2 separate regions of the Mus musculus genome follow, and region 2 is linked to region 1. Evidence: chromatin contacts called from public ChIA-PET data. All regions are on one chromosome and are shown on one strand. The core of a region is the stretch at or near the end of the contact, and the rest is flanking DNA. Distances in the headings are between cores, read along the strand shown.

Region 1 (4,502 bases), core at 1,509-4,008:
CTTGATTTGAGAATTTTATAACCTCTCTTGAGATCCTTAGAAATACTCAGGGATGTCAAAGCTGAGGCTAGGAATCACTACCATAGTGATTTGTCCTGCTCCTCTCTGCCTGCAGGAAGTTATGCTACCCTAGAGTTCTGTGTGAACCCAACTTGGCTCGATGCTATTAACTAGACTATTCTTTTTTTTTAATTAGGTATTTTCCTTGTTTACATTTTCAATGCTATCCCAAAGGTCCCCCATACCCACCCCCCCAACCCCTTACCCACCCACTCCCCCTTTTTGGCCCTGGCGTTCCCCTGTACTGGGGCATATAAAGTTTGCAAGTCCAATGGGCCTCTCTTTGCAGTGATGGCTGACTAGGCCATCTTTTGATACATATGCAGCTAAAGACAAGAGCTCCAGGGTACTGGTTAGTTCATATTGTTGTTCCACCTATAGGGTTGCAGTTCCCTTTAGCTCCTTGGGTACTTTCTCTAGCTCCTCCATTGGGAGCCCTGTGATCCATCCATTAGCTGACTGTGATCATCCACTTCTGTATTTGCTAGGCCCCGGCATAGTCTCACAAGAGAGAGCTATATCTGGGTCCTTTTAGCAAAATTTTGCTAGTGTGTGCAATGGTGTCAGCGTTTGGAAGCTGATTATGGGATGGATCCCTGCATATGGCAATCACTAGATGGTCCATCTTTTTTGTCACAGCTCCAAATTTTGTCTCTGTAACTAGACTATTCTTAAAGCAGAGTAATAGTACATGCCAAAGGCCAGCACAGCTCAAGAGCCAGAGTCATAGGACAGTGCTACTTTATCGTCCTAGTGAGCTTGCAGTGGCAGGAAGTTGCAGTGGCAGGAAGTTGCAGTGGCAGGAAGTTGCAGTGGCAGGAAGTTGCAGTGGCAGAAAGCAGGCAGGTGGCTAGCACTCCCGGGGATTTGCAGCTTGCTCATGGGACTCCTAAGCAATATGCCTCTCGGCATATCAGTTAAGTAGAGCAGCTGCAAAAGGGGAAGTTCATCCATGGTTAGGTCATTTGTTTTTCAAAAGCCCTACCTGGTATACATAACCTTCCCCATTGAAAATATGAGGATTCTTAAGCGAATAGGGCCTAAGTTATGGGATCATGGTCAGAGCCAGGACACAGACTCAACTCTTGCTAACACCAGAGCCCTGCCTACCACCTTCCCATCCTAGTGGGAGGGAAAGCGTCCACGGTGGTACAAGACATAAATAGCCAAGCCATGAGTTCTGTGTGCCTGAAACCTATGTGTGTTTGTTTCTATTCTTGATTTCTAGACATTCTCTAAAACCTTAAATCAGCATCCCAAGCAATAGCCTTACCAATAAAACGTCCTGACAAGATTGTAGGCTACTTTTGTTGTCCCAGTATGAGTGCTATGGGCTGCTTGTGACTCTTACAGTGGATATGTACCTACTGTGTCTCTGAGGATTTCTATCTTTTTTTGTTTGGTTGGTTGGCTTTATTGTTTGTAGAACATGATTTTAGTATTTTCAACTGTTAATATTCAACAAACAGAATCATTTTAAGATATATTTTGTTGTATTTCATTTCTGATTTTATTAATTTAGATACTGTCTTTGTGCCCTCTGGTTAGTCTGGCTAAGGGTTTATCTACCTTGTTGATTTTTCTCAAAAAAACAGCTTCTGATTTTGATTCTCTGTAGAGTTGGTTTTGTTTCTACTTGGTTGATTTCAGCCCTGAGTTTGATTATTTCCTGCCATCTACTCCTCTAGGGTGTATTTGCTTCTTTTTGTTCTAGAGCTTTCAGGTGTGCTGTCAAGCTCCTGTAAGCTCTCTCCAATTTCTTTTGGGAGAACTTAGAGCTATGAGTTTTCCTCTTACAACTGCTTTCCTTGTGTCCCATAAATTTTGGTATGATGTGTCTTCATTTTCATTAAATTCTAAAAAGCGTTTCATTTTTTTTCTTTTTTTCTTCCTTGACTGAGTTATCATTGTGTAGAGCATTGTTCAGCTTCCACGTGTATGTGTGCTTTCTGTTGTTTTTATTGATATTTAAGACCAGCCTTAGTCTGTGGTGATCTGATAGTGTGCATGGAATAATTTCAATCTTCTTGTATCTGTTGAGGCCTGTTTTGTGACTGATTATATGGTCAGTTTTGGAGAAGGTACCATGAGGTGCTGAGAAGAAGGTATATTCTTTTGCTTTAGGATGAAATGTTCTATAGATATTGTTAGATCCGTTTGGTTAATAAGTTCTGTTAGTGTCTCTGTTTAGTTTCTGTTTCCCTGATCTGTCTATTCCTGAAAGTGGGGTGTTGAAGTCTCCCACTATTATTGTATGGGGTACAATGTGTGCTTTGAGCTTTAGTAAAGTTTCTTTTATGAATGTGGGTGCCCTTGCATTTGGACCATAGATATTCAGAATTGAGAGTTCTTCTTGGTTGATTTTTCATTTGACCAGTATAAAGTGTCCTTCCTTATCTTTTTTGATAACTTTTGGTTGAAAGTTGATTTTATTGGATATTAGAATGGCTACTCCAGCTTGTTTCTTGGGACCACTTGCTTAGAAAAATGTTTTCCAACCTTTTACTCTGAGGTAGTCTCTGTCTTTGTCACTGAGGTACATTTCCTGTATGCAGCAAAATGCTGGGTCCTGTTTACGTAGCCAGTCTGTTAATCAATGTCTTTCTATTGGGGAACTGAGTCCACTGATGTTAAGAGATGTTAAGGAAAAGTGATTGTTACTTCCTGTTATTTTTGTGGGTTTCTATCTTTAAACCACTTCCTGTGATGCAAACTGTCATGCAAGACATCACTTATGGGAAGTCTGGGGGCCTTTACTTCCTTAAGTTCTGCAAGAGCACTTGGATCCAAGTTAGGTGACTCTGTGAAGGTGAGAGTATGATTATGAGAGATGATTACTGGAGAGGGAAAGGGTGATTTCCCATCCAGACATCCTTCAGTGCATTGAGACAAGACACTTAAAACTCTAAACCACTCACGTAGTTTACACAAAAGCTTTAATAACTCCCTGACACAGAACTTCTAAGCCAACGGACATCTGGGAAAGTGATGCTTGTATGAGAACAGGAATTGGGAGGTGAAAGAAAAGTTCTTTTTCAAATCAGAAATCATATAGCTTAGGCAGGGCCAGCTGTGGCTTATAAAAGGGAGCAACTTGCTGCTGTCTGGGAAAATGTGAGCCAGCCCAGGTGAACATCTCATCTGGTTCCCATCTGCCCTGGGCCGCTAACACACTCGCCCTATTGTAGCTCAAGATTAGACCCAGATTTCACAGGGCAGCTTGGAGACTTCATAGTGCTTGGGTCAAGAATGTGGGCCTGGGGCCAGAAGTCTGTCTGGACTGAAGTGTCAGCTTTGCCAGTCACAGTTTATATGGGCCTAAGGCCTCCTGGGTAAAACTGAGGTTTCAGTGAGAGACTTGATAGTACAGAGCCAGGTAAATGTGTCTTCTGAGATAGACTCTGCTGGTTATGTGAGTCTCAGTGCCTTTATCTTCTGCCAGCTGCGATACACTGCAGATTGCCTAATGGGAGACAGGTCTAGAGAATGGAAGTCAGGTATGAGTCAGAGGCTAAACTGGCACCTCATCTATCCATGCAGTGTCACCCAGTGGGGAATCTGTGAAGGTAGCTTGCTCACAGGGTCATCTGAAGACATCTGTCTTGCTGCAGGCTTCATCAGACAAGCATCCCATGTGATTTATGTGTAGGATTCCACTGCAGGTTAGACAGAAAAGCCAATCCAAAAATGACACATCTAATTGTGGGGAATCCCCAAATAGAGGATAATGTGAGATCCTATTTGGGCGGTTATTGATCAGCATCGCCTCTGGATCGTAACTATGTATATGTTCAGATATATTGATACAATCCATCAGATATCCTAAAATCTGTAATCTCTTACATTTCTAGATATTTTTAAAAGACATAAATTCAAATATTTTCCTGTCACATGGACACTCCCCTAAAATTCAGCCCTAAATATTATTGGCAAACTACATAACTAGTTCACAAAGTGTCTTTGTGCTTGTAAACTGTGTTTTAAAACCCTTGAAAACTAGCATTCAAATGATATGATTTTTTAAACCATTTAAGTATAGCCACCTACGCTGCTTCTCACCCACACATTTGGTGTCAAACAGTCCAACTTGCTTCAAACAGGGTGCTGTTGGGAGGCATCTGCTGTAAGCAAGGGCACAACGAGGGTTCTGCTGTGTGTATGTGCATGTCTGCGAAGGTGTGAAACATAGCTGCCATTGAAGGACAGTCAGTCATTGGCTGCTTCAGAAAGAGGAGGAAGGTCAGAAGGGAAGGACTGTACACTGCTTGGTGGGCATTAGAAATGTCATTGGTCTTTGTCATACACACTGACTCGGAGCCCAGGGAACATTTCACCAGAAATGTTTTAATTGTTTAGCTTCTCACAGCTCTCACATAGCAATCTGACAGATCCATGATTCTTTCCAGAAATGAACATGAAAAACAGCTCTCTCAAAAGACGAC
Region 2 (4,740 bases), core at 754-3,253, 150 kb before region 1:
GTATTTTTTCAGATTAAAAAAAAAAAAAGATGGGGGGAGGGATAAAGATTAGATTTAATGCTGTTGAATGTGATAACTTGCTCAAGTCCGGAGTGTATTCCTTTGTGTCACCATGCTTCTTCCAAATGAGAAGGAACTTACATTATATACCCTTGGTTCATTGGCTCTTTGCTCTTACAATAATGCAGAATGTTTGCTAATAAATCAAGTTATGGTCACCACCTTTCTACTCTTGTGGCTCATGTGCTACAGTGAGACTATGCATGCATCTCTGTGTTGTTCTATGACATCATTTGTGGCTAGTATTTATATAATGGATGCAGTAAATTATTTCTGAGTTCAAGTGGCTTGGCTCTATGAATGCCACTTTTCTTAATGTATAGGTCCAGAACAAAGTACATGAATCTTCTAACAGGTTTGAATCTGAAATAAAGAATAAAGGGCTTTTAAGGAGCCCTGTTTGCTTGAATTCTTCTATATTATCTAGTAGATCTGACAACGTGAGAGCGAACCTGCCCCAAAAGCAAAACAAAACATGTTTATTTAACATCTTTGCTACTTTAAATAATTTTAATCTACCTTGTATGAAGATATTTTAACTCTTATTTTCTTACCAGAGATTAGGGAAAGACTTAAGGTTACTGACTGAGGAAAGAGGGCCCTGGGTGGGATTTGGTACAGTTATGACAGCAGCTCCCTGGAAGCCTGTGTGTTTCCAGTGTCAGGGAGTTAGCACCTGTCTACTACTGCCTTCCAGAGACGACCACTGGCAGTAAAGCAACTGCAGTTGTGACAAGGGACATCTCTCCGTGTTGGTCATCTTTCCTTTATTTCTGTTGAGGAACATATTTCCTCAGGAAGAAAAAAAAATTGTTTTTTGAACAGACTTAAGACAAGCAGGCTCTAACAGTTTGCCACACCCCCACATCAGTGTTTTCACAGCTGAGTGGTTCCCAGCCTCAAGCTTCTTTTCATAGAGGAAACTGTTGTGATAATAAAGAAACCTGATGTGGGGTGTGTGGGGGCAGTTCTGAGCCCCATGTTTTAGTCTTGTGTAACCTTTTTTAGAAGTTGCTCAACCCTCTAAGCTTCCGTTTCCAAACTGTATGTCACACAGGGCAGGGTAATCTCACGACAGAGGAAGCAGAACGACTCAGGCTTTGAACAGGAAGAGGACCACAGAAGCATTTTGAGGCAGCACCAGTAGATAGGAGCCAGGTGTGGTGCACACACCTTTAGCCCTAGCATTTGGGAGGCAGACGCAGACGAATCTTTTGAGTTCCAGGCTACCCTGGTCTACAGAATGAGTTCCAGGACAGCCAGGTCTAGAAAGAAAGAAAGAAAGAGAGAGAGAGAGAGAGAGGGAGAGAGAGAGAGAGAGAAGAAATAAAGAATAGAAATAATGATGTAGGCATACTACATGGTTCTTAGAAGACAGAACTTCTCAAGTCCAACAAGGTGTAAGTCCCCTTGCTTTGGTGTGTAGGCTGCTACTTGGTGGCAGATGGAATATGTCCCTGGAATGTTTGAGTGGAGTTGGCTGTGAGCTGCTTTATAGTGCTTGCCCAAGACCGGCCTCAGAGTCTGGAAGACACAATGCCTGCTGCTCATCCACTTAGCACATGGATCTGGCAGCATGATTGTCATCCCTCACCATTCTCACAGAGAAGAGAATTACGTCAATGTAATTGAGATAAAGCTGTGTCATGATTAAGGACCTTGTAGCAATCTGCCTTTCCTCGGACGTCGTGACACTCTGTCTTGCTATGGCCCTGTAACATAAATTCTAATTCAAGGCTTTTTCTTTTTCTTTCACTGAACATTCAGTTTCTTTAAGAGTGTAATTGGTTTACAAGACTTTTGAGAAATACGTTTGTTTCAATCTTTAGATTGTAACTGCAGTCTTGCACGCTGAAAATGTGCGGTGACTCACTAGCAGGTCAGCTTCCCTGACAGGTTGCTGCCAGCTATGTGTTAGTGGGAGAGACGCCCTGACATCATCCCTGAACTGCTTTCTCTTTCATATTCTTGTGTTCTTGCAGCTGTGAGCCAGAGGGTGGGTGAGGCTGAGAAAGAAGCAGGCTTTAGAAATGTCAGACATCCTCCTGGAGCTGCTCTGTGTCTCCGAGAAGGCTGCTAACATCGCCAGGGCGTGCAGGCAGCAGGAGACCCTCTTCCAGCTGCTCATTGAGGAGAAGAAAGGTGCAGAGAAGAACAAGAAGTTTGCTGCAGATTTCAAGACCCTGGCGGATGTGCTGGTGCAGGAAGTTATAAAACAGAACATGGAAAACAAGGTAAGAGGTCAGGCCACGGTGGCTGCAGGACACCTGCCTCCGTGCTTCCTCTGGTTCCCTCAGAATAAACAGCAGGCCTTTTACTGACTCTTATGTTCTCTTAGGTCCAAACAAACACCTTGCAGCCTTGCCTTATTTTTATTACAGTATTAAAATGGTCTTTGCAGGAAATCATTGAAGTATAGAAAAGCAAACAGGATGAGAGTGCTCAGATTCCTAACCTGAGTATATGGTATTGACCCTCTTACTTATTGATGGGTTTCTTGTTAATAAATAATATATGCTCTCTGCACCAGAGCACACTGAGCTACATGCTCCCGAGGGCCACTGACGCTTCCTTCTGTGTGTCCACGCTCTGACCCACTTATTTCAGAGCAGTGTTTGGCTTCTCAGCTAAACCATTTATCTAATGTTTTGCTTTGGTTATGGGCTTGGAATTAGGCGAACTCTCCCTTTATTCTACTATAAAAATATGGTCATGACAAACACTGATTGTGATTCTATGTGTGGAAATGGCTAGAAAAAGCCAGGCTTCTTGAGTCGTAGCAGTAACACCAGCAAGCAGTGCTCACTGAGGCTGCATGGACTTGACTTTGTTACCCCTATAAGAATTCTGTAAGGTTAGAGCCATTGTTCTACTGGGATGAAGCTGTCACAGAGAGCTGGAGTAAGTTGCCTGAATTGACGCTGCCCAGCATGACAGCTTGAGTTCTTCAACATAGGAAATGGTTTCTAAGTCTGTGTCACTGGGCATTCTGTCGTCTTTTATATAACTCGCCCCACCTTCTTTTTTTTTTTTTTAAATTTGGGAGGATGGAACTTTATGATAGAAAATAATATAAAACACTTCAATATCTTTATTGAACTTTTTAAACCTGAGGACTACTGTAGAATTCAGTAAAATCTTGACCACCAGTGTGAGAAGAGAATACATGAATTATACAAAATCTCCATAGACTATATATTTTTTCATGCCCTTTACTACCTGGCTTTGGTGAGCTAAATGAAGGAAGCTTGTTTTCTGTTGTTACCAGTGGAGACCCTTGGATACAAAGGCGGGTTGGGCAACTGGACTGGATATATGTCAACATTTTATGGGTTGATATGTGCCTCTAAACAATAGAACAAGCCCAGGCAATTGTTCATGAAGTAATGCCAGAATTTATTAAACAAATACTTTCCATTTGAGCTGCTTTAGATACTTCTATTTCAGGCCCCCTCTGTCTGCATTCCTCTGAATAGCTCTGTAAGCAGGTGTGGGGGCTGGGGAACTGACAGATTGCCAGCTCTTGTAGGCCTGTTCTCTTCTGCAAAAGAGAAAAAAGAGTAGCAGGCGGTGTGGCCATTGGTGGTTTGACCCTCTGGGATGGGCAAGTTTAAGGCTGTCAAGCAACTCCTTCCCCAAACCAGCAACATCTCAGTCAGCAGTATTTGGGGGCGGGGGTGGGGTGGGGGGAGTCTTCTCAGGGTCAGGAATGAACTGTGTTTATCTGAGCATGACACAGAGATGAGACAAAAGCCTCATTTGGTCCCCTGTTCACTCTGTGTTGATGCTTAGGTCACAGGTTACTACAGTATTTCTCTTCTTTTTTCTTCTTGTTCTCTTTTCTGTCATCTTCTAGCCTGAAAGGTAATGACATTCCTGACAGGTGCAGAGATGCAACTGAAAATGGAAATAAAACCTAAGACCTAATAATTCCAATAATAATAATTCTAATTAATATTAATATAATTCTAAAACCTAATAATTCCAGCCTCTTCTCTCCATCTTTAGATTATTTTAGGAACTGGAGAGATGGCTTAGTGGTTAAGAGCACTGGCTGCTCTTCCAGAGAACCCGAGTTAGATTCTAAGCACCCACGTGACATTATTATAATCATCTAATGGGATCCAATGCCCTCTTCTGGTGTGACATACATGCAGACAAAGTACCCAAAGGACATCAGGAAGCCAGGACTCAGCCGCTTTCCTGGCAAAGGAGCAGAAAAATATTAGAAAACTAAACACAGAATCAAGCTGACTTAGTTCCATGTTCAAGTTGACTTCTGCAATGGGTGTTTTTGAGTTTCAGATCTAACTCTGCTTATGGAACTAACTCTCTTAGGACCTGATTGTGGAGGGGTGGGGGGCTTTGATGTTATTTATTTTTTGTTTTTGTTTTTGTCAAACTCTGACTCATTCAGTTTCCAGGCTTGGGGAAAAAAGTTTTTGGAGAAGAATCCAATGAGTTTACAAATGATTTGGGTAAGTATAAGAATCTTACTGTGTTATGTAGTAATTATCATATTATTCCAATCTCTAACTCAGACCATAACATAAGTTAATGCTAGGAAGCTTTTGGGACAAAGAGCATAACATGCTTAAGTACGGAGCTTTATTTAGACTCTACCTCAGAATACCATGACATTTAAGTTAGAGAGAAGCAAGGTGGTTTCTTGGAATAATT

The links. ChIA-PET counts read pairs in DNA pulled down with a chosen protein or histone mark.
Region 2: an RNA polymerase II ChIA-PET map of effector CD8 T cells shows a contact between it and region 1, with 199 read pairs. The contact joins two enhancer-like sites. A contact is called at or near these places in 2 of 15 datasets of contacts at CTCF or cohesin (large pre-B cells and pro-B cells), 50 of 484 Hi-C or Micro-C datasets (3T3-L1-derived adipocytes, the 63-12 cell line, the BV-2 cell line and 32 more), 6 of 115 datasets of contacts at active chromatin or transcription factors (CD8 T cells, the HPC-7 cell line, acute myeloid leukemia and 3 more) and 5 of 9 other capture datasets (adipose tissue, bone marrow-derived macrophages, embryonic stem cells and 2 more).

What each region holds. Positions count from the first base shown.
Region 1 is chr1:52,651,802-52,656,303 of GRCm38.p6, reverse strand. Nemp2 (nuclear envelope integral membrane protein 2) reads right to left here. Exons shown (of 9, transcript NM_001142647.1): 9 at 4,385-4,502. It also overlaps a transcript of Mfsd6 not described here. Among named protein-coding and RNA genes, the nearest start is that of Nemp2, 23 kb to the right of the region's middle. Within about 2 kb of position 2,758, at least 79 of the 459 cell types and tissues checked have an H3K27ac peak or open chromatin away from gene starts, as enhancers often do. A contact at or near this core is called in the 63-12 cell line, CD8 T cells, the G1E-ER4 cell line and 11 more, where this site is marked.
Region 2 is chr1:52,796,839-52,801,578 of GRCm38.p6, reverse strand. It overlaps Inpp1 (inositol polyphosphate-1-phosphatase), which reads left to right. Exons shown (of 6, transcript NM_008384.2): 2 at 2,043-2,294; 3 at 4,478-4,538. The coding sequence starts at 2,091. Among named protein-coding and RNA genes, the nearest start is that of Inpp1, 18 kb to the left of the region's middle. Within about 2 kb of position 2,003, at least 252 of the 459 cell types and tissues checked have an H3K27ac peak or open chromatin away from gene starts, as enhancers often do. A contact at or near this core is called in the 63-12 cell line, CD8 T cells, the G1E-ER4 cell line and 11 more, where this site is marked.